Regions from separate parts of the Clupea harengus genome. Here region 1 is linked to region 2. Evidence: chromatin contacts called from public Hi-C data. All regions are on one chromosome and are shown on one strand. The core of a region is the stretch at or near the end of the contact, and the rest is flanking DNA. Distances in the headings are between cores, read along the strand shown.

Evidence for each region. A called contact is a pair of places that touch in the nucleus more often than the background predicts.
Region 1: a Hi-C map of head shows a contact between it and region 2, with 8 times the contacts expected there. The contact joins the promoter of LOC105899326 here to the promoter of gper1 in region 2. A contact is called at or near these places in 2 of 2 Hi-C or Micro-C datasets (head and muscle).

What each region holds. Positions count from the first base shown.
Region 1 is chr1:25,898,086-25,901,069 of Ch_v2.0.2, forward strand. LOC105899326 (flavin reductase (NADPH)-like) reads right to left here and starts at 1,488. Exons shown (of 4, transcript XM_012826494.3): 1 at 1,190-1,488. The coding sequence starts at 1,324.
Region 2 is chr1:25,365,289-25,368,134 of Ch_v2.0.2, forward strand. It overlaps gper1 (G-protein coupled estrogen receptor 1), which reads left to right and starts at 1,432. Exons shown (of 2, transcript XM_031581399.2): 1 at 1,432-1,664; 2 at 2,646-2,846.

The DNA of each region.
Region 1 (2,984 bases), core at 238-2,737, 530 kb after region 2:
AACACCCAACAGCCTTTTTTCAAGGCAATAGCAATAAACAATCATACAGTAAGGCTCTGACAACCTGGAGGTGAAGAATGTCAAATGTGAGATTTTAAGTGAAGTCTCATTCAGAATTCAGTTTTTTCTTGAACTCTTAATTTTGAAGTTTATTTCTCCCAACCTGTCCAGTTAAAGGTAATGAATGCATCAACGTAGCACCTATTTTAAGATAAACATGTATGTGCAAATAAACAAACACATTTGGATGCACCAATGGACATTTTTAATTCATAATGTGCACCTTCGTGAACAATTTGTGATATATTTCTTCTTGCCTGTAATGACAAATACCGGGCCTAATTTGATAGATGCACATCACGGGTTTTTACCATGGAGGTTTTACATCTGGAGAGTGAGGAAGTACCATCCCCATTCATTTTAATGGTCGAGGCTTTGATAGACTTCAGCCCAGGAAATGCCTAATTGACCGCCAACATCTTTAAAAATGACGTCCCATGGGTGCTCTCTTCCCGCACCATTTCAACAAAAAGCCAATTATGCACCATATAATATATGACAAAAGGCACTACAAATTTCATTTTTATTCTATATAATTAATTTCCCTAATATCTTAGCATGCGTGTTTATTAGGCCTTTAGGCATATGTGTTAAATAATGATTACACTTCGGTGGTTAGGACTGTGCTGGGTTTTTATCAATTCAACACGACATATTTAATAATTTGTATATGACAATTTAACAGTTAAAATATTTTTACAACATGGGCTGAAGTCTGCTGAACTTGAACCAAACAAATGGTGTCATCACAGCATGTCAGAATTCCTGTTCATATGATTGGCTGGAAAGACACGGATTCAGCACCACTATCACAAATTAATTTGCCATTTCACCTGTCCCACAGAGGTTTCCATGCAAAAAACGATTCCTCTCCACTCCTACCTTTCATGATGAACCATTTGAGGACTATCATTAGGCTACGTCACACGAGTAGCTCACAGTTCGTTGCCATAGGGAATTGTAACCCCCTGTCACCACAGCAGATCACCAGTTAAACCTGCATGGTTATTGTTACATTACATGCACGATGAGAATAAAAGAGTGAATTTGACGGTCAAAGTGATTATGTTGGTACAGTCACATGAGAGCACCAACCCAATAATTAGCAGTCTGACAAATATTTCCTCACCTTCAGGTTCTCATGACAAACTAAAAGTTTCCCCGGGTTCCGCACAACGGCAGTGACACCGTATCCTTTTTGGATAGCCTGCTTCACCAAATACTGCCCTGTCTGCCCAGTGGCTCCAAGAACAGCTATCCTCATCCTTGATATCCCGCTCCCAAATGACTGTCATTCCCTTAATCGTGTTTGCATGGTTTTCAGTACTTTCAGTAATTGGTTTGTACAAGACACAGGGTTATGAAATGTCTTCCTCGTCAGTACTATTTTTGAGCGCTGGTAGAGCAAAGCTGGTGCTGCCACCAAATGAATTGGAGTGTGAAGCGTAGGTGGAGGAGACCTAAACAAACCAGGCAGGTAAATACACAATGTGGTAGATTATTGTATAATTTCCATGGAAAATTATGAATATTTGCCAACATTCATTTGGTTTATGAACTCTTTCCCGACCGTAAGAATGATTTTTAAATGTTAAAGTTTTTTTATTCCATGATCACACATACACCTTTTTTATCTTACGAAAACAATACAATTAAATGAAAGAAGAAATTAAAGAAAATATGTCTTTGGCGATGGCTGCAGTGCGTAGAGGAGGGACGTGCCTGTCCAAGTGTTCACAATGTTGGGGCTACTCATATTTCTATTCTGCGTCCTTCATTGTAAATGTCACATTTTGACCGACTAAGTGTATTAGGCATTGAGATGAGAAAAAGTGCTTCAACATGATATATATTTCCTCGTCTTGAGATGTGAGGCTGAAGCTATTTAATCTATTTAAGCTATTTAAACCGGAGTTTGTGCTACTGTTACGCGAGCGCTGCTGATGTTGGAGATGCAGCCTCAAGAGGTAATTAAATCACTCAAATGACATCACTTCGAAGAAAGGCGGTGTGACGCCGCAAGAATGATGCTCTCATCTCGATCACAGCTCATGAACCTTCTCGGAGCACAGTGGAACTCAAGTTACGGCTCAAGCTTTGAGAGAGTCACCGCTAAATCTACGCACCGGACCAGGAGGAGGAGGTTCAAGAAAAAGCGCAGGGTGTGCCGCTGTATCCAAGGAACCGCGTGCTAGTAGAAACGGACCTGCACCAAAGGCGACATGGATGGAGAGAGCTGTGGTAGGCCTATACGACAAACTATCTGTTTTTAGATTCTGAATTTTGGAGATGTTAGCTCTCGACTTGGGCGTAATGAGCATGCCGTCTGTAAGTTTAACAGTCCTAGTAAATATATGGTACACAGCTGACTTGTGACAGTTTGGATACGGGTCTGCTTAATGTTACAGAGAGTTGAAGGTTAACATTTATATAAATGAATGATATGATACTCAAACAAGACATCCAGTTGCAGTAACACAAGCACTAAGCATGGGGAAACGAGAAGGGTGGGTTGGAGTTCTGTAGGATTATACAGAAACAGGCTTAACCGATGGGCATGATTATCAAGCTGGTAAATTAGAGTTACACTTTGATGCAGCAGTATCTTAGTTTAATATCCTGGACAGAACCATATCATTTTGGAATGGCATGTTAATATCACATTCTTCAGATAAATACATAATTATCAATATCATTAATATAATCAGTATCATTAATAGTATTGATAATATTGAAACGATTATCTATAAGCATTGAATCCACCAAAGCAATTTATTTAGTTTCTCTTTGGGAATTACACTTTGGTTCACTGAGGCTTGAGTGCCATGGACTTTGAAGTTAACTCACATGGTGGCTCTGGCCAAACAAGTGTGTCCCCTCCATCAAAAATTATGTTATCAGAGGAGAATGTGGGATTGGTGGAG
Region 2 (2,846 bases), core at 182-2,681:
CGGGACAAGTCACCAGCGCCTTGCTACATTTATTCACGCTAGTGTCCATTCATCAAAGGTAAGACACGTTGTTTGGGGTGAATGTAAAACTACAGGATACATTTACAGTTACATTGCCAGGTAATTCCATAAAAGTTCCATAAAACTGTGGAACATCATCCATGAGTATAAAGTCATTTTATCACCAGTCCAGTCACTGCATGGACTCGGATCATAGTATATGGTTACACACTGTTTGTTTAGCGCCAGAACATATTATGGTCAGAGGTCTGTGGGCACCCATTCTAATTAGTGGATGATTGGTGAAGAAGAACTTCACTGGAACAAAGCCCTGACCCACCCAAATATTGTGGAAAGCCTTCCCAAAAGAGAGAAGGATCAAAGACATTTTCTGAAAAGGCTTTTCTTGAAAGACAAAATTCAGGTTGGAGAACTGGTATCTTAAGGAATTGTTAGCATTAATGAAATAGTTACAGTCATGGGATGCTGGGTATCTGCATAGATGCAGAAACTGTTTTGAGTTCACTGGAATTGACTGATGATTTCAGAAGTGAGCTTGAGGTCCTCAGCTACGACATCAAAGCCAGGAATGTTGGTCTTCCTTTGCCATACACCTATCTAGACCCAGAGAACATCCAAAACAGTGTTGCCATTTAAAAATGAAAATGCTTTTGATCATCTCACATGCTTTTGAATTGTAGTTATGATACCAGCTATAAATAAATAAAGAGTTGTTAGGATGTGTTAAACATCCATAGTGTTTTTTTACCTTTTCGTATTTCTGGTGTCAAGCACAAAGGTGTGTCGGCCCTCATAGAGTTTATCGGTTTTGATCATTATTTACAGCAATGAAGCTGGTCAGACATCCAGAGTGTTTCTATCTATTCTTATTCCCTATGAGCAAACATCATGTCATAACTCATTCACAAGCTAAGGTCAGCTTTACTAACTTGTCGGCGTCGGGAGGGGAAGGGAGAGGGAGAGGGAAAGGGAGAGGGAGAGGGACACAGGGGCGTTTCTAGGGACTCTGGGGGGCCCCCTAACCCATCACCCCTCCACTCCCTGCACCCCCAGCCCACACACACATCTACAAAGGGTATATATTTAAGCAAACCTTTTATTATTTTCTTAAGTCGCTTACAAAGCAAAGTGCATTAGTATACTGGATGTAGTAACTGGATTTTTTGGGCATTTCTACATCGTGAGCAGAGAAATACAATTATATAAGTAACCCAGTATACAAATACGATGTGTCAATGTAATAAAACTGTGTGTGTGTGTGTGTGTGTGTGTGTGTGTGTGTGAGTGTGGTGTGCTGTGTATTACACACAATAATTATTATCAAGATAAAACAGATATTTAGTTACAAAATTGACATTAGGGAAACAATCTACTCTTTATTATTTAAACACTTTACCTGACAAAGGTAAATAAGGTTAACAATCTAGTCTAAGAACAGCATTATCAGGGAAGGAGGAGGGACGTGGGGAGCGTAATGGCACCTCCTTTATTTCAGTGTGGATGTAGTTGTGGCAGTGTGGTCTCGGGTAGGACTTAACACTAGATGATGCAGTGAGCCAAGATATGTCTGAAAATGAGAATAAAAACACTGAAACTGCATGCATGAATCGCAAAACATCACATAACACGCTTCTCTCGCCACAGTAAGTTGTTTACTTTCTCCTTTTCCCTTCTGTGTCTCGCTGGAGAAACAAGAGGGATGTCATCAGTGTGCATGAGTGTGATTTGGTGTCATAGATTCAGTATGATGTTATGAGCATGATCGGAGTATAAAGGAGCATGATAGGAGCATGATAGGAGTGTAAAGATGCAATATTTCAATTAAGAGTTCTGTTGCATAATCTGTTGATTTTACTTTCTATTTTATATCTGCCCAGTCATGGCATCCTGTCACACGCACTGAAATTGATGTGTCTTAAACAGCTAAAATGATAAGAAATACTTCTTTGTTTATTTGGTTTGTATAGACCCTCCACAACATGTTGACAGCTGTAATCCATTCCATATAGTTTTACAGTCAAGTAATTCATTGAAAAGAATTTTCATATTCATGGTTGATTATAGAATCTGTTTGTGAAGCCTGTGATTTGTGAGTAAATTAGGTACATAAACTTATGCTTGTCTGTTTGATGCTATGATTTTATACTTTACGTTTTTCTTACTTTTATGTGTCTTGAAACAAACGTCCCAATGAATGATCTGCTGCTTCTGTGTCATTTGATGTATTCATAGACTTTAGAAACAATATGTTATTTGATCCTCTTTTACACTCACTGTGTTTTATTGCTGTGTGAATTCATGCATTTCAAAGTTTGGATTCTTTGTTCCTTTAATAATAACAAGAATTGTGGAAAACATGATTGTGTTTTCAGGATGTTTAGACATTTAGTCCCTGCATCTGCTTAAGTTTATAGTTTGCACATGAATGACCATTACCTACAGTGCATTACTCAGCATAAAAAAAGTCAGGAAGAATGGAAATATAATGTAAAAATCAGTATTATTGCAATGACATGGTTTTAAAGATAGCACTATTAACTGTTGTATGCTAGTCAACCAACACAACATTCATTGCAGACAACAAAATTCTGGTCGTGCAGTAATTTCTTTGCCTCTTCTCTCAGCTCAGGTGTCACAGCAATAGCGTCACAGACCTCAGTGTGAATACATAAGCATGGACATGGACTGGAACAAACAAGAAAGCACTTGAATTGAAAAATGTGAAGAGTGCAAAGAGCAGTCTTCGCAAAGGAAAAAAAAATACAGCCCATGAAGACAGACTCCTGGATCCGATACCAGGGATGACAGAAATAATGGACACCTCT